2 separate regions of the Ovis canadensis genome follow, and region 1 is linked to region 2. Evidence: chromatin contacts called from public Hi-C data. All regions are on one chromosome and are shown on one strand. Each heading gives the region's core, a stretch centred on a gene start, on an enhancer-like site or on the middle of the called end of the contact. The rest is flanking DNA. Distances are from core to core; before and after follow the strand shown.

The links. A called contact is a pair of places that touch in the nucleus more often than the background predicts.
Region 1: a contact with region 2 is called in a Hi-C map of fibroblasts, with 5 times the contacts expected there. The contact joins the promoter of ARID2 here to the promoter of SCAF11 in region 2. A contact is called at or near these places in 2 of 2 Hi-C or Micro-C datasets (fibroblasts and lung).

Annotation. Positions count from the first base shown.
Region 1 is chr3:146,475,929-146,479,728 of ARS-UI_OviCan_v2, reverse strand. ARID2 (AT-rich interaction domain 2) reads left to right here and starts at 1,972. Exons shown (of 21, transcript XM_069584502.1): 1 at 1,972-3,184; 2 at 3,299-3,392. The coding sequence starts at 3,093.
Region 2 is chr3:146,173,432-146,177,214 of ARS-UI_OviCan_v2, reverse strand. It overlaps SCAF11 (SR-related CTD associated factor 11), which reads right to left and starts at 1,890. Exons shown (of 16, transcript XM_069584504.1): 1 at 1,401-1,890.

The DNA of each region.
Region 1 (3,800 bases), core at 723-3,222, 300 kb before region 2:
GCCAGGTTCGCCCACTGCAGTGGGATACTAGAAAAAACGTTCTAACGTTTAACCTAAAACACGGTTAAAACATACAACCCTAGGTCCAGACGACTTAAATTTCAGTGTACGTGCCTTCATTCCCACTCCTGCCCCGGTAGCATCATTCAGGGCCCGGGTCCCGACGGCGACCACCCGGCGCGCCGAGGCTGCCGGCATCCGCGAGGACCGCCGACTCCGGGCAACCCGGCTCCCGGCCGCCTGACGGAGCAGGAGCGTCCGCGGCTCCCGGAGCTCACGACTCTGGCAAGGGATCCCGGTGGGGCTGCGGACTCTGGCATTTAAAAACTACTGAAAAGTCTCGCTGTTGAAGTGACTCGGCGGAGGCCGCTGCCACTTGGTGTCGCCGGGTCCCGGTCCTTTCTGAGCCGTCCCGGGGCCCCAGGCGACCCTCCGCGAGACCGCGGTCAGCTCCCGGGAGCGGGGAAGAGCAACCAAAGCCAAAAGACGCCGCGGCAAGTTCCCGGAGCAGTCAGCTGCAGCTTTCCCTTCTCTCTTCAGTTACAAGTACCCCGGCAGCTTCGGGCGCTTCCTTAGAGAAAATGAAAAAAGTGAAAAAGCGTGGAGGTGCTAGAAGTCGCTGACATTTTCCGTCGAAGCAGATCCTCTCGGCTCCATCCCTTAAGCAGGATTTCCAAACTCAGATGTATCCTTAGCGGAGGTATTCCATGTTGACAGATCTCTCGCCTCCCACAAAATGGGGCCGAGGAGGCGGCCGCTGTCTCCTCTATGGGCGCCGCCATTTTGTGAGGCGGCGGCGCGGCGGCAGGAGCCCCGGGTGTGTGTAATGGTTGAATAGAATGACCCCCTCTAGGGAATCCCCGGCGCTGACAGTTACGTAAGGGGCTGTGCGCAAGTGCGGCGTTTAGGGAATCCGCACAGCTCGGGACTCGCAGCTCTGCGGCCCATATCTCCACCACCCCTAAGAGGACTGGTGGGGGAAGGGACGGATGACCTGGTCTCCCTTCTGCCCCGCCCCCCCTCGCCTCCAGCCTGGGCTTCGCTGCTCCACTCCCCCGGCCTCGTCTCCGCCCCTCACTGGCTTCCGAGACACTTACTGGCCCTTGGGTGTCAGGAACTGCCTAGCCATAGCCTTATTCCAACCCCGTTTAAGAGGCAAACTTTACTTGAGAAATAATCCGTTTCCTAGAGTGAGCACCGGAAGCGTGGCTGGACTATATTACATAATTCTTTTCACTACCAAATAAATGTTCTCATTGGAATCACTACCTGAAATAACCCATCCAACCCTTTACTAGAATGTGACCTTGGGTGTCGGTGACTTTGCCTATAGTGGCCATCGCGGAAATGGGAATAATAATATGCTTCACAATTCTTGAAGCTTAATTAACATTTGCAGCAAACGGCTGACCCCAACACCCCTTGTAGATATAAACTTGTGGTAGTATTTGTTGAGATGTTACGTCTCCCATTTGAACAGCCTCTTATTTTGAGCTTCAAAAATATTTTAAACCGGGATCGTATTAAGACATTTGAGAAAAAGCAAAAACATAAGATTTTATTCAATATGTTTTAAGCAAACTATAACATACCTTAATATAAAAATATAAACGTTAATTATTATCGTCCAAGTTCAAAAGATTGCTTCCCAATCAGTTTAATTACTGTTTGCATAACTGCACAGAATAATCTAGTTTGAGAAATGAAACCAACAAAAGTCAAGATGAATTAAGAGCATGATTCCATTTCCACAGAACTAGGACAGACAGTTCACATTGTATTTAATTTACAGTTTGCTAAAGTTAGTTTGTGTGTAAGTCATGGAAAATGTGCTAACCAGGCCCCCCCTGACTATCGCCACAAAGCTCAGAAAAGCCGATTCTTTTAGACCTTATAAAAAAAAAGGTGACAGGTTGACTTTATTCCTATCAGTGAATGAAGCTAGCGTGAGGAGCTTCCCCTCTGGGCTTCCTTTCCCTCCCGAGCTCTACACCAGTTCTGTCGGACGGGCGGGGACTCCAAGGCGGCCCTTCCAACTGCCGGGCCGGGGACGCGAACATCGCCTCCACCCCTAACCCTGGAACAACCGGTAGTGGCCGTTTCCCCGCGCCTCCCCCCTTTCCGCCGGCTTTGTGTGCGTGTGAAATGTGCGGCACATTGCAGATGAACCCTAAGCCCGGCGAGCCGAGTCTATTGTTCCCCGCGAGGAGCTGCCGGGGCGGTGTGGAGTCAGGCGCAGTGCCGCGGCCGGCCCTCGGGGGTCGCTGTGCGGCTCTGGCTGCCCGGCCGTGGCGGCGACGCTGGAGGCGGCAGAGAGGGAGGCTGGCGGGGAGGGAAGCGGGCGGGCGGCGCGCAGCGGCTCGGCTGCCGCCGGTGCCTTCTGCCCGGGGACGCCCCGGCCGCGAGGCCGCGCGTGAATGTGTGCGAGGGCCCCGCGGAGCTGCGGCCGGAATACACGCTGTCACCCCGCTTTCCACAAACCACCACACAGACCTCCCCCTCCCCACCCCCAGCCCCGCCTGCCCCAGCCCCGCCGCCGCCGCCGCCGCCGCGGCCGCCGAAACTCCCGGGCCTCCGGCCACCCCGGCCCCTCACCGTCGGCTCGCCTTTCCCCTCGCCCGCTCGCGCGCCCCCGGCAGCAGCACCATGTTGAATCGCGTCCCCGGGCCGAGCCGCCTGAGCCGGCGGCGCTGAGAGGCGGGCGAGAGCCGGGCCGCGGGAGGGAGGGAAGGAAGGGGTGGGGGCCGCGCTCGCCCCGCGGCTTCGCGCGGATCCGGCAGTCGCCTGCCCCTCTAGTTTCGCTCCGATTTCTTTAAACTTTTTTAGAAATTCCCCTCCCTCCTTCCCTCCTCTCCCCCTGGCCTCCTGCTCCCTCCTTCCCCTCCTCCTCCTCCTCCTCCCCCTCCCTCCCTCCCTCCCTGCGCCGCCGCCGCCGCCGCCGCCGCCGCCGCCGCCGCCACCGCCGGCCCATGACTGAGCCCCGCCGCCGCCGGCCGAGGAATGGGCTCCGGGCTCTGGTAGGAAGCGCTGGGAGCGGGGGGCGCTTTTAAAACACCGATCTGGGTTTTTTTAAAACCTCCTTTGAAAAAATAATGGCAAACTCGACGGGGAAGGCGCCTCCGGACGAGCGGAGAAAGGGACTCGCTTTCCTGGACGAGCTGCGGCAGTTCCACCACAGCAGAGGGTGAGAGCAGAACCGGGGGGGCAGCGCCGGGGCGAGCCGGGGCGAACGGGGCTCTCCCGCTCGGGCCGCCGCGGGGTCCCGGCTGACAAGTGCGGGGCTTTCTCTCTCCCGCAGGTCGCCTTTTAAAAAAATCCCTGCGGTGGGTGGGAAGGAGCTGGATCTTCACGGTCTCTACACCAGAGTCACTACTTTAGGCGGATTCGCGAAGGTGAGTGGAAGTTTTAATTTGTATTTCCCTCTCGCTGGCCTCCTCCAAAAAGTCTCCTTTGACCCCGGAGTGGGCGCTCGGGGCCGGGGGGGTGGCCTGCGGGGGCCAGAGGCGTTCTTTTCGCTCCCAGCCGGTGGCACGGAGGCGGACGGCGGCGGGGCTGTTTTTGGCCTGGTGGCTCGCGTGCGCGCGGCGGGCGCGGGGCTCGGCGGGCGGGCGGCCCGGCGCCGGCTCGCGCCCTGCCCGGTGCCCGGCCGGCCCGGCGGGGTCTGAGCGCCGCGGCGGGGAGTGCGGGCGTGCGGGGCGCCCGCCCGAGCCCCGCGCCCGCCCCGCGCCCGCCCGCCCGCTCGCTCGCGAGTCAGCTCTGCCGCCGCTGCCGCTCTAGCACAGGCGGAGACACAGAGACAC
Region 2 (3,783 bases), core at 641-3,140:
ACCTTTCATAATAGTAAAACAAAAGAAATAAAAAAGACAATTTCATTTCTTCTGCCAGTTCGTTAAAACAACAAAAACAAAAGTCCCACAAACTTTATTGCAGCTCTTAGCAAACAGCAAAAAAGTCAAATGATTAGGCCAACTGCCAAAGAAACAGGGAAGAGAAAGCAATAACGTGGAAAAAGACTTGATTACATATCAAAATTTTAATACCAATAAAACACAAAACCCACATTTAAGAATGTACTTCAACATCCTGCTGAGGTAAGTAGTCATATGCACGAATCAACTTCTGTTTTATAATGAAAAAACGCATCTACTAAACATGCTTTTTCCAATATTCAGTGAATTTCCCAAATTGGGAAAACTGAAGAACGGCATCTACTAGCCAAAGCACTATATTAAAAACTTTTTGGTCAGTTCTGCCTGAATATCTTAGTTCACTAGCAGTGACAAAAACATTAAAATGTAAACCAAAATGACTGAAAAACGCTCAACTCGTAGACACTGTGTATATAACAGGGTACAGAAATACTTTGAGAATATTTTTAAATTCCATATTCGTATCTGAATGTTTTATTCAACTACTCTTAAATCAGGCGCTTACTTTCAGAACAATTTTTCAAAATGGGGGGACAGAGCAAGACGGCCAGACCTCTCTAAAAAATGTTTTTAATGGTTCAAAATTCCTAGTAGCTAAGGAGGAGCGACTGATGGAGCCAAGTTGAGACCTCCCGGCCCTCTCATCAGACGGGGAAACTGGTTTAAAAATCGAAGGTGGGAGAAGAGTTTGGAATTCAGAGCATGGGGTAACGCGGATGCTCTGAAACGCCGGCTCTTCCCTAGTCGCGCACTCCGAGAGGTCACCGCGCAGTAAAGTTTGGTTTCACAAACGGGCTTGGACGCTATTGACAAAAGCAAAGTCTCCCAAGTCGAGAGAGAGCCGGAGTCGGGGAGCTCCCGGAAGCCCAGCAGGACACAGTGCCCCGCAGGGACGGGGTTGGACGTGTGGCGACCCTGCCGCCGAGAACCCTAGGCTCAACCCACTCCCCCAGGACCCCGGGCGGGGACGGGAGCCGCCGGCGGAGGCGGCGGGTAGGCCACAAGGAGGAAATGGGACGGGGTACCGACAGCGAGGCGGCGGCGGCCGACACGGGGCCGCCCTCGCGGGGGTGGCGAGAGGAACGCGGGGCCTCCCCGCCTCAGCCTCCCCCGCCTCGAGAGGCGGCTCCAACTTTCCTCCGAGCGCAGAACGCCGCCTGGGCCGCGCGGGATTCCGAAACTTTGTCCGCCCTCCCATCGCCCCGGGCCCCCTCTCCCCCACTCCGCCGGCCCGTCCACCCCACCCCGCAGCGACAGCTGTCTGCGCCCGTCCACCCCCGGGGTCGGCCCGTGTTTACCTCAGGCCGAGGTCGAGGCGCAGGCTCCGGCGGCGGCGGCAGCCCCACTGCAGGTCCCCAGGTTCCCGTCACGCCGCCGCCAAGTTCCCCAACATGGACTCCGTCCGCTTTGAGGTATTCCGGGGGCCGCTGAGGCCGGCTCTGCTGGCTGGCGCGGGAGGTGGCGGCGGTGGAGCAGGGAGCGGACCCGGGCTGCGCTGCTCCGCGCGGCTTGCGCCACCGCTGCTCCCCCTCCCCCCGCCCCGTCTGGCCTCCTCCCGCTCCGCTCCGCGCGTCCCCTTCCCCCTCCCCCTCTTCTCCCCTCGGCTAAGCCGCGCCGCCACAGGTCGGCGCGCTACGGTGACGCCGGCGGCGGCGGCGGCGGCGGCGGACCCTTCGCTGTTTCCCTACCCGCTCGCACTGGCCCTGCGTGCACGACTGCAGCGCTCAACCAGACCTCAGGGGGGCGCTGGCAATCCACCGTTTGCGACGGAAGAACGTGACGGGCGGAGTCAAGTCACGCGGCCTGCGAGCAGGAGGGAGGGCCCCAGCTCGTGGCGCGGGCTTCTGGGAAACGTCCTTAACGCCCGGCTCTCCTCCCACGCCGCGGGTTCTGCGCCTGCGCGGCGCGCTGGAGTCAGCCTTGCGTTGCCGGCTGTACACCCCAAGCTGCAGAAGACAGTTAAGAAGGCTCTCGGGGAACAGGACATGAGGGGCTTTGTGCGGCCTTTACTATCCTATCTGCTATTGAAAACAGTGTTTTGTTGTTTGGCGGTGGATTAAGTTTTCTTCCTGCAGCGTTACCCGCCTGAACTACATCCTGCAGGGAGGCTAAAGTGGCCCCAACTTATATGCTCACCTCTTTCTTCCTGCCCAGTGGGCATTTTTAAAACGCTTTGAAGAGGTATCCTACATGACTCATCAAGCCTAGGCATGTCCCCGTATCTAAATTCCCACAACAAAAAATTAAATGTGATCCTGATCCACTTGGTGGTTCAGTTCAGTAGCTTAGATTTGTCCGACTCTTTGTGACCCCATAGACTGCAGCATACCAGGCTTCCCTGTCCATCACAGCTCCCGGAGCTTGTTCAAATTCACGTCCATCCTGTTGGTGATGCCATCCAACCATCTCATCCTCTGTCTTCCCCTTCTTTTCCTGCCTTCAGTCTTTCCCAGCATGAGGGTCTTTTCCAGTGAGTCAGTTCTTCGCATCAGGTTGCCAAAGTATTGGAGTTTCAGCTTCAGCATCAGTCCTTCCAATGAATATTTGGGACTGATTTCTTTTAGGATGGACTGGTTGGATCTCCTTGCAGTCCATGGGACTCTCAAGAGTCTTCTCCAACACCGCAGTTCAAAAACATCAATTCTTTGGAGCTCAGCTTTCTTTATAGCCGAACTCTCACATCCATACGTGACTACCGGAAAAACCATAGCTTTGACTAGCCAGACCTTTGTCCGCAAGTAATGTCTCTCCTAACCACCAAGGTAATTTGGTGGTGGTTAGATAGAGACAGGTGATGATTCATTCAAGAATACGTCGGAGACTGCTATATGGAACTTGTGTACCATTATCGATTTTTTTGGTCTTCCCTGCTGGCTCAGACGGTAAAGCGTCTGCCTACAATGCGGGAGACTCCAGTACTCTTACCTGGATAATCCCATGGACGGAGGAGCCTGGTAGACTACAGTCCATGGGGTCCCAGAATCGGACATGACTGAGCGACTTCACTTCATTGATTCTTTCTCCGTAGGGTCATCAAATCTCTTATTTTATCTCGGATATACCTTTCACACTGCTTTTTAAGGTCACCGACCGTTTAACCACATAGTTTATCTTCAGGATAAATCTTCACACTTCTGACTACTCTTCCTGCTCTGGGTGTCCTTCCCCTCTCTTCTATCCGAAGGTCTTTGCACACACACACCCCCCCCCCCCCCCCGCACCCCCGCAAAGCTCTGTCCCTGGGCCTCTAACTTGGCTCACTCAGGTCTCAATCACATCCCGTCTTAGCTGTCACACGTTTTGGGGTCGTCTGCCTCCTTCCTTACTTTCTATGGGCTTTGCACTCCCCTGGTCACGCTGAGGGCTTCCCAGGTGGCTTCCCAAGTGGCGCAGTGGTAAAGAATCCACCTGCCAATGCGGGAGACCAAGGAACGACAACTGGTTGGATCTCTGAGTGGGGAAGATCCCCCGGAGGAGGGTATAGCAACCACTCCGGTATTCTTGCCTGGACAATCCCATGGACAGAGAAGCCTGGTGAACTATAGTCCAAGGGGTCCTGAAGAGTCTGACGCCTGCACTCCTGGATAGCAGCCTTGCAAAGCCATGCCTGGGATGACTTTCCTTCCAGCTTTTCCAGACCCCTCCCTCATTGGGTACCCTTCTGCTGCACTTGCCAGACTA